Regions from separate parts of the Pan troglodytes genome. Here region 2 is linked to region 1. Evidence: chromatin contacts called from public HiChIP or PLAC-seq data. All regions are on one chromosome and are shown on one strand. The core of a region is the stretch at or near the end of the contact, and the rest is flanking DNA. Distances in the headings are between cores, read along the strand shown. Region 1 holds the start of FUNDC1 (FUN14 domain containing 1). Region 2 holds the start of KDM6A (lysine demethylase 6A).

What was found. HiChIP or PLAC-seq counts read pairs in DNA pulled down with a chosen protein or histone mark.
Region 2: an H3K4me3 HiChIP or PLAC-seq map of stem cell-derived excitatory neurons shows a contact between it and region 1, with 2.8 times the contacts expected there. The contact joins the promoter of KDM6A here to the promoter of FUNDC1 in region 1. A contact is called at or near these places in 1 of 7 Hi-C or Micro-C datasets (stem cell-derived neural progenitor cells) and 1 of 1 datasets of contacts at active chromatin or transcription factors (stem cell-derived excitatory neurons).

What each region holds. Positions count from the first base shown.
Region 1 is chrX:44,988,451-44,994,279 of NHGRI_mPanTro3-v2.0_pri, reverse strand. It overlaps FUNDC1 (FUN14 domain containing 1), which reads left to right and starts at 3,182. Exons shown (of 5, transcript XM_001139861.7): 1 at 3,182-3,403; 2 at 4,109-4,265. The coding sequence starts at 3,376.
Region 2 is chrX:45,310,447-45,315,855 of NHGRI_mPanTro3-v2.0_pri, reverse strand. KDM6A (lysine demethylase 6A) reads right to left here and starts at 2,682. Exons shown (of 30, transcript XR_010154914.1): 1 at 2,096-2,682; 2 at 1,821-1,884.

The DNA.
Region 1 (5,829 bases), core at 1,933-4,432:
CGAGTAGTTGGGATTATAGGTGCCCACCACCACACCCAGCTAATTTTTTGTATTTTTAGTAGAGACGGGGTTTCTCCAAGTTGGTCAGGCTGGTCTCGAACTCCCGGCCTCAGGTGATCCACCCGCCTCGGCCTCCCAAAGTGCTGGGATTACAGGAGTGAGCCACGGTGCCCAGCCCAATCTCTCATCTTAATTGTGTTCTTTTTTGGCTATGTGTTTAGACAGTTTGTGGTCCTCTCCTCCATCCTCTTTCCTCAACTGTAAAAAGTAAAATAGAGGTTCCTCTTCAAAGACGTTCCTCCCAGTCTAATTAGGAATAAATGGTAACTTCTTTTAAAAGCAAAATTTATTCAAAGACCTGTGCTAACATTCTTAAATATCTGCTAGCCATAATAAAGGAATCAATGTATTTTATCTTCTTATCTCCTGCAATTTAGCCTCAATATTTGCCCTGGCGTGCTTATACTGGTCCAAGCAAGCATTAGGTCATAGCTTGTTCCTCTTCCTTATTTAAAAGTGTTTTTACCTTTCTCAGCATTCCACAAGTTACTTCCTCTTTCCTTTGTTCTCCTCTACCTTTGCCTCTTTTAAAAACTTCCAAGTTGCTAGCCAATCAAGACAAATACAGAATGTGAGGTCCCGTTCCAGCCAATGGAAACCGGACACAGCAGTAAGGTAGACGCGTCAGGTTATAAATGACCCTGTGTCCTTTGTTCAGTGTACTCTTGTGGCAAAACTGCTAGCGAGTGTTCCCTTTCTGCAAAAAGTAAAAATGGCCTTACTAAATAAATTAAATTTATGTTCAAGTGCTATTTCTTTATGGCACCGGAGAACAAGCATTTCAAACACAACCTTGCAAACCACCTCCATGAACATTAATTTAAATAAAGTGATTGCCAGGATTGTCCACATGCTTTTGCTATCTCTACACAGTGAAATTATACTGGGTCGTAGCAAAAGAGAATTTGATTTTCCAATCAGTTTTAAATTAAAATAAAACATAATTGAAGCTAACAGGCTAATTAGTTGCAGAGATATGGTAAGAAATAAAGGGAGACAAGTTACTCAATAGTTACTAGAAATTAGTATCATAATACAAATGATAATGAAGGTAAGCCATTCAATTTATAGGGATTTTACATGCTTAGGAAAATTCCTTTCCCAGTCAACAAATGACAAAACATGAACTTGCAAGCTATGTGTTAAGTTGGTGCAAAAGTAATTGTGGTTTGCTATTAAAAGTAATTAATAAATAAGAATATTAATAAATGGGCATATTGTAAAAAGAAAGAATAAAGTGCCAGGATTTGAAAAGCCAAGTGCATCTATGCAAGCCAATTTTTAAAGTAATGCAATTTATGCCAGAATTCCTTGTTTTTCCATTAAAATGAATACTGAGAGGACTTTTGTTTAATTGTACAGCAGATGCGGGTGCAATGCAAGTTCAAGACAAGTTTCTGGGTTGGTTTATGTGGACTTGGGTTAGCTGCTTGGTGATCAATATGGCTTTGTATTCATAGAATCCCATGGGGTTTCTGGGTGAAGACCTTGACCTTGTTCCTCTGTCAGATTTAAATAATAAGAATGATGCTGGCCGGGTACGGTGGCTCACCCCTGTGATCCCAGCACTTTGGGAGGCCCAGGTGTGTGGATCACTGAGATCAGGAGTTCGAGACCAGCCTGGGCAACATGGTGAAACCCCCTCTCTACTAAAAATACAAAAATTAGCCGGGCGTGGTGGCACGTGCCTGTAATCCCAGCTCCTTGGGATGTTGGGAGGCTGAGGCAGGAGAATCACTTGAATTCGGGAGGTGGAGGTTGCAGTGAGCCGAGATTGTGCCATTGCACTCCAGCCTGGGCGACAGAGCGAGATTCCATCTCAAACAAACAAACAAAAGAATGACACTAAAAAATTATGTCCTCTTGTCAGGTCAGGAATTACGAAGTTTCTAGGCCTTTCTTTACCTCCTTTGGATTCCTGGCAGGAACTCAAGAGAGAGAGCAGGTAAACAGATTCCAATTTCTAGCAGCAGGGCATTAGAAAACTTGTGGTCCCTTTGTGAGCGCTTGCGCCCTTAGAAAAGTATGGCTTGAAACAGGGTTTCTCTTATCTTTTACAAGCCTTTTTCCTCAAGCATTTGAATTCTGGTAATGTTCAAAATACTGTTAAAAAATTATTCTGACAGTCTGCAAGCGATGGGCCTGACAAAAAAATTATGGGACACTTCTTAAAATGGTAAGGAAGACTTTGTTCATGACTACTGCAATAGGTATCACAACTATTGCAATACAGCCTGGCATGGTGGCTCACATCTGTAATCCCAGCACTTTGGGAGGCAGAGGCAGGAAGACTGCTTGAGCCCAGAAGTTCAAGAGCAGCCTGGGCAACACAGGGAGACCTACTCTCCACAAAAAATAAAAATAAATTAGCCGGGAGTGGTGATGCACGCCTGGAGTCCTGGGTACTCTGGAGGCTGAGGTGGGCCGATCTCTTGGGCCCAGGAGTTTGAGGCTGCAGTGAGCCATGATAGCGCCACTGCACTCCAGCCTGGTGACAGAGCAATACCCTTTCTCGAAAAAGAAAGACTATGGCAATAGGGGTGAGTGATGGGTCTCAACTCTGAATACAGCAGGGAATTTATAGTAAATGATCAGAGTGAATGGATCAATGGGTGGAAGATTACCAAGAGTAGACATGAAGGGTAGGGGTATTCTTGCTAAAGCCAATTTAACAGGATTTTTGCTGGTGGCAGAGTGATCAGATATCAAGAGTGGGGTTGAGGAATTCGATCGGATATTGAGGGTGATTCGATATTAAGGGTGGGGGAGTTCTTACTAAACTGACTTAACTGCATTCTTACCACAAATGGACTAGGCAGGTCAAAGACGACCCAAGGAGGAGACCCAGTCAAAAACAGCTCAGAGGAGCCTCCTGACTAAAGTTTGGTCAAGGAGAGAGTCTTTGTCAATACCCAGCTGGTTCTCCCTTTGTACCACCATGTGGCGCCCTTCACCCCATTCCTTCAGCCCTTAAGGCTCTTTTAAAACAAAATAATCAAATTCAAGTTACGGAAATTCTAGGAGGGGCGGTCCCTCCCCCTTCCTAGTTGCGGAAGGCAGCGGACTACAAGTCCCCTACGCTCTCGCGGGGCTATGATCCGCCCGGCCCTCCCCACATTCCGGAGTTTCGCGCCTGCGCAGAAGGCAGAAGGTCCTGCGCTGAGAGAAGGGGGCGGAGACAGGACTACGCGCCTGGAGTAGGAGAAGGAGGAAAAAAGAGACCATAGACTTCCATCCTGGCCTAGAGCGGCCCTTAAAGTGCCAGGGAGAGGAGGGCGGGTGGGGACCACTCCAGAATTGGCCGCTGGCGGTATCATGGCGACCCGGAACCCCCCTCCCCAAGGTGAGCGGCCAGGGCCCGAAGTGGTATCTGGGACGCGGCTCACAGCTCTCGACCTTGCTCCTATGGCACCTCTTCCTTCCCCTGCCCTAGGATTCTTCGAGCTCCATTTTTTTTTAAGGCAGCCCCTTCGAGCACCCCCTCCGAGCTAGACTTTTTCCTCCCCTCTCTGCGGAACTCAAGCGGAGAGCCACCCCTACCCCCAGCACAGCCCTACCTGCCTCCTGCCTTACCTTCACCTCCGGCCCTTCATCTCCCATCTTCAAATGTATTATTATTTTCTTTTTTTAAACGTCTGGACTCAAGTGATTTCGCTGAGCTCCAGACTAGTTCTCTCAGGAGGACCCCTCCCCACCCCCATTCCTCCCACTGATGAAAATGGACCCTGCTCTGACCTTGACCCTACTAAGGTTTGGAGGTGGGGGTGACCCCTCACTACTGTGTCATTCTGAGTTGGCCCTGGCTTCGTGACCCCGGGCTGGTCCCCGGGCCTTTGGGAAAGCAGATGGGGGTCATTGTTGCAGGGTCCTTTACTCTTGAGGCCCTGGTCTCAAGAATTGAGTTAAATAAAGTCAGTAGTTTCTATGTGGGCATTTTTAGCCGTAGGCCAGAACTAATGAGTTGTAACAGATTTTTAAAAAGATGTATAGAACATTTCTGACTTTTGATTGACTCTACATTTATTTTTTGCATTTTGCTATTTTGAAGACTATGAAAGTGATGACGACTCTTATGAAGTGTTGGATTTAACTGAGTATGCAAGAAGACACCAGTGGTGGAATCGAGTGTTTGGCCACAGTTCGGGACCTATGGTAGAAAAATACTCAGTAGCTACCCAGATTGTAATGGGTGGCGTTACTGGCTGGTGAGAACAACGTCTTTTTCATTAAATTTCATTTGGGGGCCTGACACTGCTGTCCTTTCATACATGGGCAAGAATCACCGTGCACAGGCAGTAGGTCTACACTGTTAATTCCAGAAGAGGCTTTTCTCTGAGTTAAAATTGATGTAATCTACATTCCCAGGCTCCCTGTTGAGTTTTGGCGATCCCCTCCCCCATGCCCACCACTGTTCCTCTCCTCCCTCCTCATCCTTCTTTTGATTCTTTATATAATTTCCCCATTCTCATGTTCAGCAAATGTCGTGGATCTGATTCAGTGATAGTAGATAGGAAGAAATATATGAGTTAATTATATGTAAATTTTTACATTTCATTCAGTGCTAACTGCTGAAAAAACCTAAGAAACTCCCACGGTAGAACTGGCCTCTAGTATTGTCAGCCCTGTACAGAGCAGTGTAAAATGCTCAGTATGAATTATTGGTGATGATACAGATGATTCTGTTTTTTGTGGGCTCGTTCAGATTATGATAACTCTTTGAAAAAGAGCTGTAGAACGTTAATTCTGTGTTTAAAGGTCTGATTGCTTACTTGATAATATTGTGGAGTCCATTAAGAAGTAGTTAATAACCATCAGCCTGACCAGTTAACATTTCAGACCACGTGATAACACAATGGCTACTGTGGATCTAATTCTGTTCTTACAATAAAAAAAACTAGCCAGATAACAAGGGGCAGAAACAAATTTGACTGTTTTGAAAATGTTCGTGACTGTAGAGAAATTTTGGAGTTAGTGAGGGTACTTAACTTGTGCATAAGCGTTCTTAGATTCTTATTTAAATTCATCTTACATAGATTTAATTGAAATATTTACCTGTTTCCACTTGATAAGTATAACGATGAGTTTTTTGATTTGTGTTTTACATGCACCTTGGAATAACGAGACACTCCTCTATGCCTTTTTTTTGCAAATGCCATTTTATGATAGAAGTACTCATTGTGAAGATTCTGTGGTGCAGAGGTGCGGCATTTATTCATGATATGTACTTACTAGTGCTGCTGCAGGAAAAAAGCCTGCAATTAGAAGAGAGATGCCTGTCAGGGCCTGGTCATTCAGATAATTCTCCACAGGCTGATAGTTCCTCTAGCCCTGTAATTCAGGGTATGGCTCTGCTTAAATAAGCTCACAATTTGGTTCCATGGGTGATTGGTTAATGTCAGTCAGGGCCTAAAGCCCAGTCTTAAAACAGACTCAAAAATAATCGAGAATAGAATTATCAAGTCATTTCATTGTTTCTCCTTGGAGACCAGACTCCTTGTAGATGAAGCCCCATCATTGGCAGAAGTTTGCTCGGAAAGCCTAGAGACAGAGCAGCAGGAGATGGGTTCATTTTAGTGACTGATGCCATCAAGCAATGGATACACATGCTTGTGGAGCACAGTCCAAGGGACATTGTGGCTGCTGCCTGCCTTTTCTGTTCCCTTTTCTGAGCCTTTGTTGCTGACATATATGTATATATACATACACACACACACACACACACACACAACACACACATTTGGATTACAGCCAGGTGTTGGTCCAGGAGCT
Region 2 (5,409 bases), core at 1,433-3,932, 320 kb before region 1:
ATCAGATTCCATTTATTTTTTCATCACCATAACCAAAAGCAATCGATTTGGCCAAACTTTTCCACGTGAATTATCTTTGCAAGCAATTTTATCAACCCATGTTAGACCAACAATAATCCCTCCAAAACAAAATAATGCTCTTTTAATTTAAATCATGTTTAATCTTTTATAATGACAACTTTGACAGCAGTCAAATATTTTTAAATAAAATACTTTAAATACTCAAATTGAAAAAAAAAAAACTTTAAGGCAGGAGACCAACAATTACTGACGCTTAAATCTTTCCAGAGCTAGTCACTGTTCATTTTTACAGCAATAATTGTAATGAAGCCAATTAATACCTACGTAGTCAAAGTTTAATTCAAGTTTTCTGTATCGGTCAAAGGGGCCGGGCTTACTGAAAAGCATTATTTCCATTTAGTTTTCTGATTATATGCAATATAACACCTTATAATTGCTTTGAAATAAAAACAAATGTGTAATTACAGATAAAAAGGAATTGATGACCCTGCGAAACCAAGCTACAGACAAAAATTCAGAACAACAAAAAAATCAACTTAAGAATAAAATGTTAGACTTATTTCAAACTTGCGTCTCAACTGCAACAATAAAGCTAGGTGTCAAATGCAAAGCTATGATTTCAGCTAGAAAAGAAAATGTCTAACGGATACAACACCCATAGCACACACTCCAACTTTCACGGTCCCAATTACGAAGAAAGTATTCAAATACCATTGCAATCAGATTTTGGTCAGGAAATATAAACTGATGCATACAGATTGAGACTCCAGCCTTTGTTCAATAGCTTACAGATGGATAACTAAATGTGCTACAGGTTGATAAGCATTTACCAGGCTTATACATGCTGCTTCCAAGCTTATGAAAGGTATAAGAATTCTATATGCAAATAATCTTGGGTAATTTTTTTTAAACACCACTGAGCTACGCACTCCGAAGGAAAGGCTTATTCACGGCTACTATTTATTTCCATGTTTACCTCTACACCCTCCCCCTAACCCCCCCCTTCACTTTCTCCTCCCACCCTGTCCCGCCATCTTGGGCCGATAGGAGCAGCCATTACTTAACTAAATGACAGTGCCAACAACTTTCCACACAAATAAAAAAAGACTACACCTCGAATCCTCCCCAGCCTCCCCTGTCAGACACACAGGAAATGAGGCTCCAGGAAGAGAACACGTTTACAAATAACTACGGTATTTCTATGCCAAAAAGACCCAAAAAGTAAACAAGTCACCTAACTTCAGGTAACACACACTGCAATCGAGATACATGTCAACAACCCAATGCAAACTCTTCACCGACCTAAACTCCGTGAAACTTCCCCCTTCTGGGAGCGGGGACACAAGAAAGCCTAAAACATTTGGTTAGCAGTAGGCATCACGAACAGCCTGCTTGAAGGAAAAGAATTTTTTTAAACCCGTGAGAGGCAAGTTAAGTCCGAAATTTGGGAAAATCTGAACACACTCACGATCCCTTGACCCTAAACAGGCACCTCGAAGATCATCGGCCTACCCTCAAAAAGCTGTAAAATAGCAGGCAGTTGTGTCGACCCAGTTGAGCCCGGCCCCAAAGCGATCCCGTCTCTGTTCCTCCAGCTACAAGAGGAAAAGAGCGATTTCGCAAGGGAGCAAGCAGGGTACCCGGGGGTGGGGGGAGAGCAGAGGCAGGAAATAGTTTTCCGGAAGCCCCTCGACCATCGTCCGCGGCCACAATGAGCACAGACCCGGCCGCGGGGCCCGGGGCGAGCGCGGCGCCGGCCAGGGAGACGGTGTCCGCGCTCCGACTCGCAGCTGCCTTACCTTGCCCAGTAGGGCCTTCGTCCTGGCGCCATCTTCATGAAACCTCACGAACCCAAAGAGGCGGCTGTGGAGACAGACACAGTTTACTCTTTAACGCTCCGGGAACGCCACCGACCCGTCCCTGCCCGAGCCCGAGGCCCCAGCGGAGGCGGCGCGAAGAGCGCCAAACCGAGGTGCCCGCCCCGCCGCCGCCAGAGACAAGCCGCGCTCGGTCCTCCCGGGAGAGCGGCTACTGCCCGTCCGGAGCCGACCGGGCGAGTGACGGCGGCCCGTACCTGTCCAGTCCGCCGAGCGCCTCCCTCTCCTCGGCTGTCAGGCTGGGGGACGCCTCCTCGCTCTCGCCGCTCGCTTTTCCCGCCGCCATTTTCTTTTCCTCATCACCGAAAGCGGCGGCGGCAGCGGCGGCGGTAGCGAGCGACACTCCGCAGGATTTCATGGAAACGCAGCGAATTCACAACTCCAACGCCGACACCCCCCCTCGGACCGGGGCCCGCAGTGACGCCCCCAATCTGCGCGCGGGACCAGCACACCAACTTTATCGCCGCCTCCTCCTCCGCCGCGGGCGGCGGCGACGAAAAATCCCAACGCGGCGGCGGTGAAGGCGGCGGCGGCGGCAGGGGCTGCGGAGCCCCCGGGTCGGCAGCGGCGGCTTTCGGCTGTAGGGTCACATCGCGGGGTTGGGCAGGGGGCAGCCACAGGCGGGGACGGCGGGAACGGCCGGAGCGCGCGGGGCTGGGGAGCACTGGGGGGATTCGTTGGAGACACAAACTTCCCCGGCACCAGCACAAAGTTGTTGTAATTGTGTCACACAGCGAACCCCACGCCGCCGCCGTGACCCCCCCCTCCCCGCCCGGCTGGCGCCACCAATCGGCGCGGCCCGCACGCCTCACGTGACCTTTGTTGACTCACGTCAGCCGTGGCTCCACTTAACTTGCTAGCTGCCCGAGCCCCGCCCACCGAGGCCGCCACCGAGAGGGGAGCGGGACGCAGGCCAATTCTAGCCGGTGGTTGGCTGCTGGGCGCGTCTGTCGGGGGAAGGGTTGTCACCGAGAGGGAGCTTCCTGTTAGGTTGTGCTGGTTAAATACACTGGGGCAGAGAATGGAGGGTCCGGGCCGTGTCACCTCGGGAACCGCGGCGGGCTCTGGAGGGGGAGGGGAGTGGTGGGGAAGGGCGAGGTCCGGCACCGCCCGCGGCGGGCGCGAGCGGCGGGCGAAGACGCCGAGGACGGCATTTGCCTGCCCGCGAGCTCTGGGATGTGCCCAGACCGCGGCTCCGGCCGTCCCGCGCGCGCTCCAGGGGTCCCGGGACCCCACAGGGCCTGGTACAGGTCGCGTAGCCGGGAGGCGGCGCACGGCCCTCGACCTCTGCCCTCCGAAGAAGGCTCAGACTTTTGGCACTGCTGGAAATAATGGCCTCCGCGAGGAGGGCGCTCGGGGAGCGGCTGCCGGTCCCGTGCCCCGCGGTCCGGGTGCCGCCCTAGGCCAGACCTGCGCTGGCAGCCCCGATCACCTCACCCGCGCCGAAAGTGAAGGGGGAAGGGCTCCCCTGACCCCCGCCCATACGCCCCAGGCCGGAGGGAATGAAGAGTCGCCCGCGGGGCCTGGCTTGCCGACCATGGCTCCCCACCGCCAAAGGTCTGTCTGTTGGCGGCACTTTGGGGCCAGATTTTCGTGCTGTGTTTACCCTGTGTCTTATCAGTAGTTCATTACAGTCTTACAAGAAAAAGCAATGAGAAATTGTGAAGCGGGATCTGCAGAATGTTGGGTTCTATTGCCATGATTTCAGTGGAGCCTTCTTACAAAAGTGGGGGCTGCTTGTGGACAGACCTGAGAGAAGACATAATTAAATCATCACAGCTGGTGGCCCAAGAAAGCCTTTCTATCCCCCAAAACCTGCAGGTTTGTAACCCCTGGACAACAGTAACACTTTGTTGTTCTGTCTCTCAGGTGCAGGGGAAAGGCTTTAGTCTGACTTTTAATCTTTACTATAGGTGAAAAAAAAATAGGCCTTCTTTCGACTACTCTTCTCAAAAGGCAAATTTATTTACTAAGCTGTATGTCTTATAACAGGGATAGGAAAAAATTGATAGACATATAAGGACAAGATTCTGTTTATAAACGGAGTTTTTTATATTTTCCATAGGTTTTCCACCTGTAACCAATAAAAATTATATATTTAAACTTGGATTTCAAAGTATGACGAAGACAATTCAGTGCTGACCCAGTAATTCCTACCAGTATTCAGCGGGAAGCTATGGGAATCCCAACTTATTTTGCACACAGTTTTAAACTGTTCCCCTGAGACTAGTAACTAGACGAACAAACTGTAGTTTTGTATAGATTATAGTTCATGTTTAATTACTTCCTCTGAAACACCTTTCCTTTTATGATACTCCATTTTGCTTGAATGAGTGTGTACAAAGGGCCAAATCTTTTCTACGGCTAAATTAATACATTGTTAACTTTGTCACAAATGGTGACATTTAAAGCCAAGGAAATTTTGACCCCACTAACTCGCTCGCACACTCTCTCATACACACACACACACACACACACACTTGCACAAGCACAGATAGACATTTTGCTGGTATTTGACTATCTCCCTGAAGTTAGCAGTTCCTGACTCAGGTCCTTTTCAAGGATTATAAGGCTACTCAATCCCGGCCGGGCTCTGTGGCTTAACGCCTGCAAAGGGAGGCCGAGGCAGGCGGATCACGAGGTCAGGAGTTGGAGAGCAGCCTGGCCAATGTGGTGAAACCCCACCTCTACTAAAAATACAAAAAACAAAATTAGTCGAGCATGTGGCGCTCGCCTGTAGTCCCAGCTACTCGGGAGGCTGAGGCAGAAGAATCGCTTGAACCCGGGAGGTGGAGGTTGCAGTGAGCCATGATTGCACCTCTGCACTCCAGCCTGGGCGACAGAGTGAGGCTCTGTCTCAAAAACAAAACAAAACAAAACAAAAGGCAGCCGGGCGCTTTGGCTCACGCCTGTAATCCCAGCACTTTGGGAGGCCGAGGCAGGTGGATCACGAGGTCGGGAGATGGAGACCACGGTGAAACCCCGTCTCTACTAAAAATACAAAAAATTAGCCGGGCATGGTGGTGGGCGCCTGTAGTCCCAGCTACTCGGGAGGCTGAGGCAGGAGAATGGCGCGGAGCTTGCAGTGAGCCGAGATCGCGCCACTGCACTCCAGCCTGGGTGACAGAGCGAGACTCCGTCTCAAAAAAAAAAGGCTACCCACTCTCCACACCTCAACACCTTTCTTCCCGCTATTACTATGTAATAGCAGAACAGCAAGGAGTGGATGCAATGGGTGGGAGTTGGAGTGAGGCAGACCTGGATTCGAATCCTTGCTCTACACAGGCTGTGCGACCTTGAGAACATTACCTATCCTCTAGGCCAGTGCTCTATGTCTATTACAACTACAAGGATCTATCATCAAGCATGGGACAAATTTCATATGGTAACATAAGTCCTTACATCATACACATGTTACATAGTGTGTTATCTGTCAAATGTATGTAAAATAGATATGGAGCCTATAAGGTTTAGATATTTCACAGGAGAGAGAAATAGGGACATACAATAA